Regions from separate parts of the Columba livia genome. Here region 1 is linked to region 2. The links are chromatin contacts, called in public Hi-C maps. All regions are on one chromosome and are shown on one strand. Each heading gives the region's core, a stretch centred on a gene start, on an enhancer-like site or on the middle of the called end of the contact. The rest is flanking DNA. Distances are from core to core; before and after follow the strand shown. Region 1 holds the start of LOC102088327 (cell cycle control protein 50C). Region 2 holds the start of CMSS1 (cms1 ribosomal small subunit homolog).

What was found. A called contact is a pair of places that touch in the nucleus more often than the background predicts.
Region 1: a contact with region 2 is called in a Hi-C map of liver, with 4 times the contacts expected there. The contact joins the promoter of LOC102088327 here to the promoter of CMSS1 in region 2. A contact is called at or near these places in 2 of 2 Hi-C or Micro-C datasets (crop and liver).

What each region holds. Positions count from the first base shown.
Region 1 is chr1:72,834,290-72,841,528 of bColLiv1.pat.W.v2, forward strand. LOC102088327 (cell cycle control protein 50C) reads left to right here and starts at 1,412. Exons shown (of 7, transcript XM_005506680.3): 1 at 1,412-2,293; 2 at 3,125-3,235; 3 at 4,482-4,583; 4 at 5,971-6,061; 5 at 7,047-7,184. The coding sequence starts at 2,081. CMSS1 (cms1 ribosomal small subunit homolog) reads left to right here. Exons shown (of 10, transcript XM_065062430.1): 10 at 646-1,257. The coding sequence ends at 729.
Region 2 is chr1:72,583,070-72,590,649 of bColLiv1.pat.W.v2, forward strand. CMSS1 (cms1 ribosomal small subunit homolog) reads left to right here and starts at 1,430. Exons shown (of 10, transcript XM_065062430.1): 1 at 1,430-1,590. The coding sequence starts at 1,530. FILIP1L (filamin A interacting protein 1 like) reads right to left here. Exons shown (of 6, transcript XM_065062366.1): 5 at 6,871-7,055; 6 at 3,257-5,415. The coding sequence ends at 5,412.

The DNA of each region.
Region 1 (7,239 bases), core at 162-2,661, 250 kb after region 2:
ATATAATCCTGAGGGAAAGTTTGCAAATAGGTCATATGTAAGTGGGAAGAGAGAGCTATAAGGAGACTCTGGACTAACCATGATGATAGAGAATCTTGTGTTCCTGCTGAAATACGTTGTCAGTTAGTTACTCTCAAATACATTTGTCTTTTATCTTTTGATAAGTAATAAACTACAGGCATATCTGTGTTATAAACCAAAGTACGCTGCATACAGCACATGTAGACCTGACCTTCATGCTGGCTTCCATTCAGGTGTCTCAGACACAAACAGCGTTGTGGCTGTTGCCGTGCAGCGCTTCCCGTGGACTGCGTCATACCAGTTGATACTCTGGAAAGTCACGTAGGGATTTTGCAGCCCAGGATGGATCTCTTGCTGTGGCAACTTCATCAACTCCCTGCCGATTACAGCTTTTCTGGGGTCATGTTAGGTGGGACTTTACGAGCCGCAGTTGTACTTTAGGACGGCAGAGCAAATGCTAGATATTTTACAAAATCGAAACGTTCTGGAGCTCACGACCATGTATGAGAACTACTTATTTAATTTCTAGTCCTATAGTAAGGTGCCTGAGTAAATAAATAATGGTATTTAGCCAAAGCATTATGAATAACTTTTGATGCTTGCTTTGATTTTTGTTTTCTTCAGATAAAGAAAGAAACAATTGACCTACTGGAGACGAGTATTATAAAGCTGTGCAGAGACGGGTCTGTGAAGCTGGGACTCTTTTAATGTTTTAGCAACAAGGAAGTCATTTGCAGCTGCATTTTACTGTTACTTTGTCTGCAATGGAAGTGATTAACAGATGATGGAATCAAGAATTTTGGCTTTTCAGAGGTCTATCAATACAGAAAGAATGCACATTGCAACTTTTTCTTAGTTTCCTTTTAATAATAAAATAAATGTTTTGGTTTTAGTCTTATCATTATTTCTATTGCAGAACATTGTGATACTGAAACTAGAGTTACATTGCATTCACCTGCTCAATTTACTATATGTCACTTTTAAGACTCTGAAGATGAGAAAACTTGGGTGTGAAAGTCTTTGTACAACTCAGTTCTCTGTTATCTCTCTCTGCTGTTCCAAAGGAGACATCCATTTCTCTCATGAGAGTGGTAATCTAGTTCTTGCCCTTGAGGGTCTTTGAAAATATTGTATGAATTTCAGTAATTTGTCAAAAAGGTATTTTTCACCTCTCTGTTCTAGAACTGGCCAAATGTTATTTTTTGCTATTGCATAATAAATTATCTATCTATTGCATTGAGACTTCATTTTGGTTAAACTTCTGAAGTGTGCCAAAAATATTCTTCTGTTTATCCATTTAAATTAAAAGGAGGTGATCACTGGATGATTCTTTTGTCATTGTGGATAGTAGGTAACGGATGGATTTTTTCCAGAGGACAAGATGAATAAAGGTTGAGTAAAACATCAGCATCTTGGAAAGCCATTGATCCAAATCAGATATTTGGAGAATGAGTTTCCATTTTGTGATAAAAAAAACATATAACTTTTTTACAACTTTAAATAGTGTCTGCATCAATAGCAGTGAATGTAGTAGGTTATGAAAATTGATTTGGTCTTCCAAAGCAACGTTTTCTGTCTGGTACTGTCTCAGCACCTGAAGTCCTCTCCAGTGGCATCCAGTGCAATTGGAGTAGAGCTCCTGTCATTGTATGCCATGTCTGTTAGCTGGGCAGCTATTGAAGTGAAGGGAGAAACAATAATACGAGAAACAATAATACATCTGAAATTACACAGAAATTCCAGTATCTTGAGCAGTATCGTTGCAAATGAATAAGACGTAACAAATCCTACTGAGTTGCAGGACAGTTGCTTTTCCAGGAGGCATGAGCTGGATGCCCTGAGCAAAGTACACAATTGTTAGATTAGTACAAGCTGATGAAGGAGATCCAAACATAAATGTAGAAAATGAGGAAGAGAGAGATCGATCTAGTTAATGAGTAATTCCTGGCCATATTGCAGGTTTGAACAAACAATGCAGTCTCCCAACAGTAAGGACAGTATCTCAGCTTAAAGACTTTCCTGCACAAGTATATTATTCATTCCTCTCACCAAGAAGAAAATGAAAAACAAGACAAGCTGTCTTCCACAAGAAGCAGGGGCACGTCCTTCCAGATGTCCGGATAACAGCGCATTCAAACAACAGAGGCTCCCAGCTTGGAAACCCCAGCTCACCATTGCGACCGTGCTCTCCAGCTTCTTCCTCACAGGCGCGTTCTGCCTTTCTGTCGGAATCTGCCTCATCCTGTCCGCAAACAGCATCAGAGAATTCCAGGTTTGCTTTGGGGGTGGTGTTCTTAGGTGTTCTATGAAGAAGAAACTGGGCTATTTTTGGAGAGAAAAGGCTTTGAATTTTTGCTTCCAGATAAAGGTGGTAGTGATGGCTTCATGGCTCAGGCTCAGGTCCAGCAGACAGTGTTTCTGTGAAAATCCTCAGCGATAGCTAGTCACCGAAAAAAGGCAAGCACTGGGTGGTTAACTGGATGGTAATATCTGAAATATGGATGGTAATTACTGCCACTGGCTGGTAATACCTGAAATGTTGTCGCTATTTCCTGGGTTTTTGTAGGGAAATAAACTAACCCCTTTGATAGTGTTTGGTACTACAAGAACATACATGTTTGCTGGGGCAAAATCTTAAAATGCAGGGAGCCCGGATGTTCAAATATCTCCTGGAGGTACAGTTGGTTAGCCCTGTGGTGGTGTTAACAGACTCCTGGTTGGAGGCAACGCTCAGCGCCACATCCAGGCTGTTCAGGAGCGGTGGGTGGGCCATGATGTGTGTGGGGACTGCTCAGACATTACTTGGTCAGCCAGACCAAGCTGCAGAAGTGTTCTTTCCTCAGCACTCCTTTGCCAAGGAGCAGATGTGGAGGTTCTGCAACAGTCATCAAAAGGCTCTGAAACAGCCTTAAACCGGGGATAAAATTTGTGAATGTTCATTTAGGCCAAGTCGTGATTCTCTGTCAAATTTTAACAATGTTTTTGGCAGCACAGAGTCACTTAGAAGACAACTGCTCTGAAAAGTCTTGCAGCTAAAACACTAACTTTTTCCTGTGTGTGTGTCCTTTACTACAATATCTCTGCTTGTTCACTTCTCTGACAGATTAATTATTCAGATAAATGCTCAGAGTGTTCAAAACTCCGTGAAAATACCTCTAATTGGAATAAGGAATGCCACTGTTCCGTTAATTTCACACTAAAGGAAGATATGTTGGTAAGTGGATGTGAGAAACCAACTCAGGTCGTTTAGTACCTCCTGTTACTTATATCCCTATATGATAAAATACAGTAATTCTGCTTTGTGGAGCTCCTGACTAAATTTTCTTTGTACTTTTTAAAAACATGAAATACTCAAAATTTTAAACTTTTGCCTTTACTATTCATTTTGGTGTGTTAATAAAGATCAGGCTACCTCTGTCGCTAGCTGAGAGATGTCCAAGGAGAAGATGGGGATGAAGGAAATGGTGTTTGATTGCAGAGGTGACTTGTCCCTGAGTCAGCAGCAAACCCTCGCCCATGGCCTGGGATTAGTTGTTACTACACTGCTAAGCTCTCAAATGAGAAGGAAATCTGAAGCTCTGACCACTCACCATAAGTAAACTTCTGTCGTCTTTTTTACAAGGGTTATGCTGTTAGTGCCCAAGGTCCTTGAAATAATTCAAGTCTAGCAATGTCATTCTGCAGTTTCAGTTGGGAAAAGTATCCTTGATTTGCTGTCCTAAACCTCCAGGTCATGTTGCTGAGGCTGTTAAAATGCTTCCTGTTCTACCAGAGAGATCTTCTGCTTAATGCTGCATAAATGATCCCTTAAAATTACAGTGCAATTTAAATTATGGAGTCACTTTAGAGTTATTCAGTATTGAAGGGGCTGTTAAAATATTCTGTAATTCTTCAGATTGCAGTAATGTTTGAGATGAGAAGTTTATTTAACTGAATAATGGGGGATTATAGTTTAATAATAATTTATCTGGCTTGTATTTGCCTGCCTCACATTTTCCTTTTAATTACAGGACTAAACTTTCTAAAGAGTTCAAATAATTGATGAGAGTCAGAGTATTTTTCAAAAAACCTGAAGGAATTAAGACCTAATGGGTACTTTTAAAAGTATTTTGTGCACTTTCTTTTATGGAAGATGAGTGTCAGTCCCCACCAAATATTGATAGTCGGCGCAGGTTCATGGCCAGCCGTGCCATTTTGAATAAAATAGTAATAAGGCATTTTTATTTTAGATTTCATTTGGTGATTTAAAGTATGTTTAATTTTGTGCCAAAATACTAAAACTCTCGGCTGGGGTAAAGACTAGATCCTAACAGTGTCTGCTGAAGTAATCCCTTAGAGTGTAGTTACCAATCCTTAAATATGAATTGAGCACTCTTCCACTTTCTTTTTTAGCAAGTAATAGGATTTCTCTTTGTCTACATGAGCTCAGCTTACTGAAGGGTTTTATCCTTGAATTCTAGGGTGATGTTTTTATGTACTACGGCCTTCAAAACTTCTACCAAAACCACCGTCGATATGTGATATCAAGAAGTGATGCACAGTTGTTGGGTCAAAATGTGAATGTAAGTTTTCTTCTTTATGTTATGAGATTGTCAGTGTTTCCATCAGGTACATCTTTGACCATATGGAGAGCTAACTAGGCGTAACTGTAAGCGTGTTAAGATGGCTCTAGGGAGGAATAAACAGAAGGTACAGATTTTCAGTGTTTGGTCTCTGTTTTTATGATTGTTAGGGCCATTATGTCTAATAAGTTAATAAGAGAGGAAGGTTGAGGGGATAAATCAAAGATGTCAGTTCAATGTTGCAGTTCTTAAACCTGCACCTAATAGGGAAGCTGATTAAAAATACATTGGCTTTTTCAAATAAATTTACAGAAAGCTTTTCCTTCTCATGTTTTCAGTCTTAGCCAGAAATGTTTTAACCTGTGCTTTTATTATAGGGTTAGGGAATTAAGTTATTCTAAGTCTTTTATTTTGCCATCTGGCTTTGGAAGTGGACAAGAAGCAGGAGGAAGTTAATAGTGAAATAGTTGATCATGTAGCATTCTGAAGTACGCAACTTAGAGGTCTAAAGAGGAGGCTAGACAGCATCACCTGCAGCAGGTCTGCATAAGGAAATTGGAGAATGCAGCCATTGCGTTCCATTTTTTTACTTACAAATCTAAAACATGTTTTCTTTGGCTTAGAAGTAGCATTTCTTAATATACACGGAGTCCGCACACTGTCTTCTCAGTACATAGGATGATTGTGCCATAATGATCTGTTCTTTTTATAAAATGTTTCTTGTAACTCTCAAGACATGTTTCCCATCCTTCTCTAAGGGTCCAGTCAGCTTGTTTGTTTGCATCCAAGTGGAACCACTTTTGGCTTATTGTGCCAATCAGTTACACAGTTTATTAGTTACTTGAAAATATTTCTGGTTTTAAACCTCAAGATTTAGTTTCTTACAAACCGGGCTAGGAGAGGTGCGATAAATTTGAGATGGGCTTTTGTTTTTCATACTGTGCCATCAACCATCAGCATTTCATCACACAGAACTGCAGTAATGCAGCTGACTGTATCTGCTGTTCTCCACCACTGAAGCAGTCCAGGTCAAAATTAAAAAGAAGGAAAAATAAGATGTTCTAGGGTAAGCCAAGGTTTCACTGGAACGTTTTAAATTGTAGCTATATTACAATAGCAGATCACCAAATGAGTTTTTGTAGTCTGGACTTCGTAAGTCTGCAGCAGAATACAGTGAAGACCTTAAGTTTACTTACTATGATATAGAAGGTATTCCTCAACTACAAACTCATTCATTTGGATGTATCTCTAATGTGACCAAAAGGTACTGGAGACTTAATTATTCAGTGTCTTTACAAAAGAAGGAATGGGAGGAGAGCATTAACACCAGCAAACCAAAACAAAACCCCAGGTTCTGTGCCTGATTGCTCTGTGACCTTGAATGCAGATTGAGAAGAGCTATTGCGCACCCTTCACCACCTACCAAAATGGGACACCCATGGCTCCATGTGGTGCTATTGCCAACAGCATGTTCAATGGTAAGTAGGTACCTTCCACATCTGCCGTACTAATTTCCACTTGAAACTATTCCATTACCCCAATCCAGCTGAATAATGATGTTGCAAGATCTCTGCCGTTCTCCCACAAAAGGTTTTCTTTGGCAGTGCTACTGTGGTGAAAATGGGGCCCTACTTCCTGCTGTTTAGTAGCTTGCCCCTCATTTTGAAACCGACTAAGACCCTCTTCAATGTGAATATACAACAGAACTTCGGAATTGAGTCCCTGGTGAAAATAGGAACAGATTTAGTGTACTTCCTTGCTAAAAAGTACATTGTTGTACAGTGTTGGGAGAGCCTATATTCTGCCTTCTAACAGTGGTGTGCTTAGAAGGAGGTGACATGTTCTTCACATTGGTTTGGACCTTTGCATCTGTGTGGTTGCATTTTGTTCTCTGGATGCTGGAAGCATACATAGTCTTATACAATTTGATCCCAGGTTTGATCTTGTTTATAGTAATCTGGTGGGCATAATCTGCCTGTGAGTACATTTGGGCTGAAACCTCGAGGGCACCTAGCCATGAACACTGGTGGATTTCAGAATGGATTTCTTTGGGAGAAAAGAAGACAAAAAGCTTCTACAGACTTTTCTCCTCTACCTCATGCCTTTGTCTGCCCCATCCTCACCCATTTTTTCACCTGTTCCACGCAGCAGATTTTGGCAATGCAGCACCTGTTTTCAAGCAGCTGAGCCACCCATACCCCAGAGGACTTGCAAAGGGGCAGCTGCATTCAGTAACTTCTAGATCCATTTGATTTTCATCTGCCTGGGCACCTCTCTGCTCCCTTGGAAGTCTGATTTACTGGGCTGGGCTCAAATCTAGACCAGTGGCCCACATTGCTCTGGAGCCCTGACTGTGGGACAGAATGCTCCTGCAGAGAACTAGGAATAGCAAGATTTTTAAATGCTGGGGAATTAGAATGACTGCCTTTCACTCCTAAGTATTGCTTCTTGTATTCCCTGCAGATACTATTGATCTTTTTTACAATCTTAACTCATCTGTTGTTCAAGTACCACTGCTGAAGACTGGAAACAGTTGGTGGACAGATAAAAATGTGAAATTTCGCAATCCTAAATCAGACAATCTCTCTTCTGCATTTGCAGGTAAGAACAGTTCCACTGGTATTCCTTATTTTTCAATGGCTTCCCTACCTTGCCT
Region 2 (7,580 bases), core at 180-2,679:
GCGGGGGAAGGCGCTGCCGCCGGTGCCTTTCTCTGTAAGCGTTGGGAATCGGTTTTCCCAGAGGCAAGCCATTCTGCGAAAAACCTGAGTATTTTTCAGTTCCCATGAAGGGGAACTGCTTTGCTATATACAGGCTTTATTATTAAACGACTTCTGTTACAGTCAGTAGCTTGCCAGGCTATACTCTGCAAACTGGAGATAAAATTTGGAAGTTTCACATGGAATCCTGATTTCCAAGGACTACGAATCGTCTGGCAATGTTCATTAGCAACCCTGGGCCAAACAACACTAAAGCTCTCAATCATGCACATTCCTCATCCATCTGCACCCTCAAACAAAAAAATAGTATGTGTTTACGAAAGTTAAGAAGAATGATGTAAGTCATTTATCACAGAATTACAGAACGTTAGGGATTGGAAGGGACCTCAAAAGATCATCTAGTCCAATCCCCCTGCCGGAGCAGGAACACCGAGATGAGGTTACACAGGAAGGTGTCCAGATGGGTTTTGAATGTCTCCAGAGTAGGAGACTCCACAACCCCCCTGGGCAGCCTGTTCCAGTGTTCTGTCACTCTCACCGTGAAGAAGTTTCCCCTCATATTTAAGTGGAACCTTCTATGTTCCAGTTTGCACCCGTTGCGCCTTGTCCTATCATTGGTTGTCACCAAGAAGAGCCTGGCTCCATCCTCATGGCACTCACCCTTTACATATTTATAAACACTAATGAGGTCACCCCTCAGTCTCCTCTTCTCCAAGCTAAAGAGACCCAGCTCCCTCAGCCTTCCTTCACAAGGGAGATGCTCCACTCCCTTATTCATCTTTGTTGCTCTGTGCTGGACCCTCTCCAGCAGTTCCCTGTCCTTCTTGAACTGGGGGGCCCAGAACCGGACACAATATTCCAGATGTGGTCTCTCTGGAATAATAGTGCCACCTTATGATAGATTCACGTTCTTACACTTGTCTGTTTTCCTTCCACAGCTGGCTGCGGGATGCGCTTCGCCATGCAAACGCTCGGACTCTAAAGCAGGACAGCTCCTGTGAAATACCTCACACAGGTTGCTTCACTGTCTGCAGGGTCCGGTGCCTCGAGAGTGAAGAACTTTCATTCAAAGGCAACACACAGTGTTTTGACGTGTATATTTGTGTCTCAGAAAAGATTATATTAATAATCTTAATCCAGAAAGTATTTTACAGCGTCAAAACAGACTCAGGCAATTAAAAAAATATTATGACTGGGTAATATTTTTAATTTCTTTCCTCTTTTTCCCCGCTTGGGCTATATTTTTGGCAAAAAAAAAAAAAGTCAACAAACCCTCCCTATGCATTTTAAACGCTTACCTTTATTACTTAGGAAAAAAACTTTGTAAAATGTTCATTGGACACCGTTTGCCTCCCGCCCCCGTGTGTGGGCGGGCGGGGCCAGTGCGCAGGCGCAGGCTCGGGGGCGGGGCCAGGCGCGGGCCGCGCGCACCGACCCGCCCCGCCCCGCCCTCCCCGCGTGGCGGCGGCGGCGGCAGCGATAGTAGCGGCATGGGGGACACGCTGGAGGAGCCGTGGTGGGAGAGCCCGTCCGGGGCCGGCAGCACTCCAGGTACGCGGCTCCTGGAGCTCGCTTCTCACGCTGGGATTAAGCAGTCTTCCTGACGGCCTGCCTCCTCTTCCCCGGCCCTCCTTCTCTTTCTTTTTTTTTATTTTTTTTTTTTTTAATTGCGTCCTCCCTTCAGCTCTCCCCTTTTCTCTTTTCCGCTTTTAATTTATTAATTTATTTCTCCTGTTTTTCCTCTCTCGCTCTCTTTTTATTTTCCTTCCTGTGCCTCCTTTTCCCTGCTAGCTGCCGATGCCGGTTTCGCTTGTAAACAAAAATCTCTGCATCCAGGTGAGGTCTAATCTCTGACCCTTGGTACCCGGGATCGTTAGAGGATGGACAGGCGAACGAAGGCGTCTGTATTTAAGTGACTGCGGGAACCTGCCCAACAAAAATGCGTTTAAGCGAATTTTAAAAAGCGAAAGAAAGGGAAAGGAAGAAAACGCCTTGCTTTGAGTTCTGAGCTCAGCAGCCCCGTGCATTCATTCAGCTTCTAAATTGTGTTTTCTTCCAAAACGACTTTATTTGATGAAAGGATGTTGCATAATGTGTGTTGACTGCCGTTACCGACCTGAAGTAACTTACAGTTCTGAAAAGCCTTGGAAACAGTAAATCCGCAGTAGAGCCTTTGGAGAGAAAAATACCCGTGCTACTTGAAAAGCATCACCCATGTGCTCACTAAGGTGTCTCGTGTCACCTTTGTCATGTGTTATTATAAAAGGGCAGGAGTTAAACGGCTTTTCTCCAGCCATTGCTCCCTGGAGTATGGTACTATGGCTTATTTGTCTCTTTTCAGAATTATTATAATATCTGTCTCCTATACTTTTTTTTTTCAGTGTATCTTAAAGCACGTTACAGCCTGTGATTGCATCCGTAGCATTGAGATTTAATGCAAAAATTCAGGTAGATCTAGGCAACTAAAATGACTTTAAAAGTTTATAGTGCCATATTGATTTTTTTAATTTTATTTTTTTGTTTTTAGCATATAAGTAAGAGTTGGGAGTTATTTGCGTTTCTGGGAAGACTCTGAATCTTCCAGTGTCTTGACAATGGTTGCCTCCTTCCTGTGAAAGGGTTGGAGAATAGTTTGAGAGGGAGCAATGTAAAAATCGTATGTATATAGTGCAGGAGGGGTCACAAACCCTAGTAAGTCTCCTGAGCATTTAATTTTATTTTTTATTCTCATGTAGGTTCCTTAAACAGTTCCACTTCCCATAGTTAATGCTCTTCATTAAGAATTTTTCATTCAGGAGTCCTAAATAACTTAGGAGCCTACCTGCACGTTCTGCCAAGCAGAGGTTTCAATTGGGGTGGGTGGTAAGCTGATTTTTGTCTTGTTAACAGCTTTCCTTTAGAAACTGGACACAAAGCAGGACTTGGATGATAAACATTTGACGTGATGGATAAACCATCTGACTTTGAGATGAGACTGTGAAGCACAACTCTTCCAGTTATGGAAGACACCTCTGGAGGTGTCTAATCCAGTCTAATCCCTGTACTAAAAGCACTATATGCACTTTATTCCAAGAATGTTATCTGAGTGTGTTACAAGTATCATTACAGGTGAGTGTTGTGCAAATCATATACTCTGCTGTCCATATCTCACCTTTCAAAACTTGTTGGCAGGTTCTTTATGAGGAGCCTGTTGCATTAAGTTGACACAAGCCATCAGTAAAGTAAGAAGAGCAGCTGTTACTTTTATTTTGTGTAGTTATTTTTCACATACAACAGATTAAAATCAAAGGTTAATTTATACTGCTTCTTATGAATACTATAAAATGCTTTAAAATCAGTTGACCTGAAACAGGAAAACAAGGTTTACAGTGTGCAATGTAAGCAGCAATACAAGAAAATAATTGGCCATTAGCTAGCACTTCTGACAAACTCGATCAAGTTTATTTCTGTGAAACATCAAGTTTTGTTGAAAAAAGTTTACTATCCAAATTCATTTGCTGACCTATTTAAAAAAAATCATCTCTGCCACATCTGTAGGTGCAAAGCAGAATTTGAAATGTACTTTTAAAATACTGATCTTTTGCCAAGTCCTTTAAGACTAGTGCTAGAATAAGTCCTGACCAATGGTATATTCTTCTTCATAACAGCCCTCAGAAGTGTCTTAGATTTTAGCATCTCGTAGTTAGAGGCTGTTAGTTAGAGGCTGTTGTTAAGAAGAAGTATATGGAAGATGTTCAGACTTGAAGGGTATGAAAACACAAAATATATACCCTAGTATAATGATATGTAAGTAAGTTGTAACTTACTTTTGGCCACATCATTAGATATTATTATTTTAGAATCCATATTAAAGGTAGTTACTCTCACTTTGAGACATGAATGTTTACCCTGCTGCAGGTGGTACAAAACCCCAAACTGAACCAAAACCCAACAAAAAAAAGCCCTGAAGGGATTTGCCATCTATTTGCCTTGTCACATGACACAGTCTAAAAAATCTTGCACAAGAACCTCTTCAGTAAACCTTTGAGATGAGATTTGTGGAGAGAGTGGTCAGGGGTTATTGTCTGCTTAGCAGTGGTGTTTAATGTTACACATGTCCCAAGTCATTTAACTGCAGGGCTTTCTCTCCATCCCTTTTCCAGTTCATGTCACAACTATGTCCAGTCTTGAATATGACTTTTATATTGTGTTCGGAACTGTAAGGCAGAAGATAAGGAATACTAAGGCGTTTGCTTAGTACTCGTGAAAGACACCAGGTTTATCATGTTCTCTCCATAAACAGAAGGAACACTTCTCACAGCACCATAAATGACCATACCTTGCCTGTAGCCAGCGTGCCACATCTCCCGAGCAGTTTGAGGGAGAGCGTCGAAGTTCCATTTTTCAGAAATCCTCCCAGTTTCTTCCTTTTATGTCACCACTCATTATCTTTCATTCTCCGTGCTTTCTTTGTCTCCCTTAATCCCTTAAGAGTGTAGTATCCCTGTTTGTCAGTTTGTTTCAATCCTCATACTCATAGGTAGAAATCAGTTGTGTCATCCCAAAACAGGAGCAGAAGACAGGGAAACTTTTATGTCAGTGGTACAAATAGGTGAGAAGTATAATATGGTATCATAGAGGATGATTTGACAGTACTCAGTGGTCCTTTGTGATCTCTAAAGCAAAGGATGCTATTGTGGGAATTAATTTCTCTTGGCAGAGATTTTCTTTCCTCTCTGTAGACTGGCAATAAAGGGTGGCAAATAGCATCAGTTTGCAATATGTGATTTGCGACTACCAAGAAGTGGGCTGTTCAATGTAGCACATTCAGTGGGAGTTTTGTAGCTTGATTGGAGCTGAGATCTGTTGACAGACCTGTGTATGGAGCACTTTGTATCTTTTTTTTTGGCTCATCCATGAGTTGCTGGCCCTTCCGATGAAACTTATACCGGAGATCTCTCTGATAAGCATGCCGGGGTGACAGCTGCTTTTTGAAATTTGAGTTTCTTCACGTTTACATATACTCATTCTGCAAGTTGCAGAACATAAAATGCTGTGCTTCTGTGAACTTTATTTGGATCTGAGCATATATGACATACAGCCTCAGAACTTTATAGGTACCTGCAGATTTAGTGAATAAAATTTGAAACCGTTTCTGTTTAATATGGAAGAGACATTTGTTAATTTTTGCATTTGACACAAGTGTGTCTTGTAGGACACAAGCTGAAATAATCTTTCAGTAGACTGATCTTTTTGAACTTCTTCTTTTAGGTACTCTTGGAGAATTTCTTGTGGAGCTGTTGAGGGAGGCATAAGTTTCTGTTGTGAGTTTGCAAAAATAGTCACGCAGCAGTGCTAATGTGTTGGACTGTCTCAGTGGTTAAGTTAAACTTCTAGCTGTGAAATAAAAGGAAAAAAATCGGATAACTGAATGCATCAAAATTGCTCCTTGCTTCAGCAAAAGGAACATGGTTCTGACTATGGCACTGTGATCATCACCAGCTTTTGCTTTATTTGGGAATTATGATTTGGCAGTTCTTAAAGAAATACCTATGTGAAAGGAGTTTTTCCACATATTATCAGTTGAGCCATTTAGACTGTTGGAATGCACTCTGTTAGGGGAAGAAGAATGAGGGAGACATTAATACCAGGGAAATAAAAATTAATTTTTATGTTCTAAACCAGTAACTCATGTTAGTTGGTATTACAGAATTCCTGTGGGGGGTTCCTTGCAGTAATAGGATTTCGTTAGTTTTAACTCTCTAAAGTGGAACAGCGAGACATTTTCTTATCAGAGCAACAACTGCTACTTTTTAGAAAATTGAAAAGAACAAACATGGAGTCTCTTCTAATGTTTGATTTTAAGTCTTTTGAAGAAGTTATGCTTTAAGAAAAGTGAAAAGGCAAATTTTCTCATGAATGAACTAGAACTACTTGTGCAAAGAGTTTGGTTGAAAAAAGCTTCACTAAGAGTTATGAATGCAATTACTTATTTTACTTGAATGTGAGCAGTTGAAAGGAAGGGTAAAGTTGTGGAGCAATGCAAGAACAAAATTGCACTTCTTTGTAAGTCACAACTTACTGTTAACCTTGACACATTTTGATCAGTTCCAAAATACAGTTTAAGTGAATTGAAATCTAAATACTGTAGTCCAAATAAAATGCTGACAGTTTATACAGCTAATACAAACAATATCCATCTCAGTTCTTGCATCTCTTTTCCTAAGATAACATCTGCACCAAGTTGAGTGGGGATAATCACACTAGTTAACTCATTGAGCAGAGAGTTGTTCATCTTCAAGTCATGCTTTTAAAGTAATGCTTGGCACAACAAGGATGTCTGCATTTCTTTAAATTCTACGCGTCGTGAACAAGTAAATTTCTCCATACCTCTCTTCATTTTGTCTTTTCTACTGAACATAAGAAATCCATACAGAAACCCTTCTTGACTAGGCCAGCTTTAAAAACAGAACTGCACATCCCTCAACCTCTCTTCATTTGATTGACCATGTGTTTTTATAAATCTACTGGGACAACATTAGTATTGTTATTTATGGAACATGTAAAAATTGAGTTTACAGTAGAAACTTGTTTGTGCCTCATGTGCTTTCCTGCTGTGAAGGCCAAATTCTAGAATTACACCACAAAAATGGGAGCAGAGATTGGTTCCTGCAGACATGCATTTACCTTTGGCTTCTAAGAATTTGGCTATCTCTTGATGTCCTGTGATTAGTGACCATTGATGTGCTGACCATGTGGGTGGTTTCAGATTTTCCCAAATGGAAACAACTACTGTTGAGGTTCAGATTGCTTAAATCCATTTTAATGTCATAGACATGGAAAATTATTTACCTTCTCCCTCCACTTTGAAGGCAGGTTTTGGACACAGTCCTTATAATGCGTAACTTTCCAGGACCGCTGTCTTGGAGTGGTTTGTTGAGATGTCCAGCTGGAATTTTGGCAGGTACTTTGGTTGTGCTCGCAGGCTTTGGTTTGGGGATCCGAGTTGGAATTGAACGATGGAACGCGTCAGTAATCTTGAAATAAACCGAGAAAATAAGTTATGCATTAGGGAGGAGAAGATGGATTGTGTATTTAGCTTGTCAATGTCTTCTCTACTTCATCAAACGAAACATATTGCTCTTGGAACTGCTTGTCTGAATTTCCTTTCTCTCCTTGGCAATGAGTGTGCAGTTTTGTATTTCACTTATCTACTTGATTGGTAAATACCAAAGAATGTGAATGGATTGAAATATAGAGTATGAGTAAGAGGGGTTTGCTGTTAGCCCTCTGTCTAGGGCAGCAGCCCCGGGGGCTGAGTGAGTGATGCAGGGAAAAGGCTGTGAACTTTGTGACTTCTTTGGGTGAATATACAAAGAACTTGAAGAGAAGCAAGTCCTGAGTACCAGGGAGTACCTATCTTATACTTTACTCTGAGCAGTCATTCTTTGAAAGTGACCACAGTGCCTGTGGCTAGGCTGTTTTGGAGACTCAGAAGTTTCTGGTGGTTTAGGTTGACTTGTGTCTTGGTGTTTGAGGGACAGGTGTAGGTGCCTTTAACT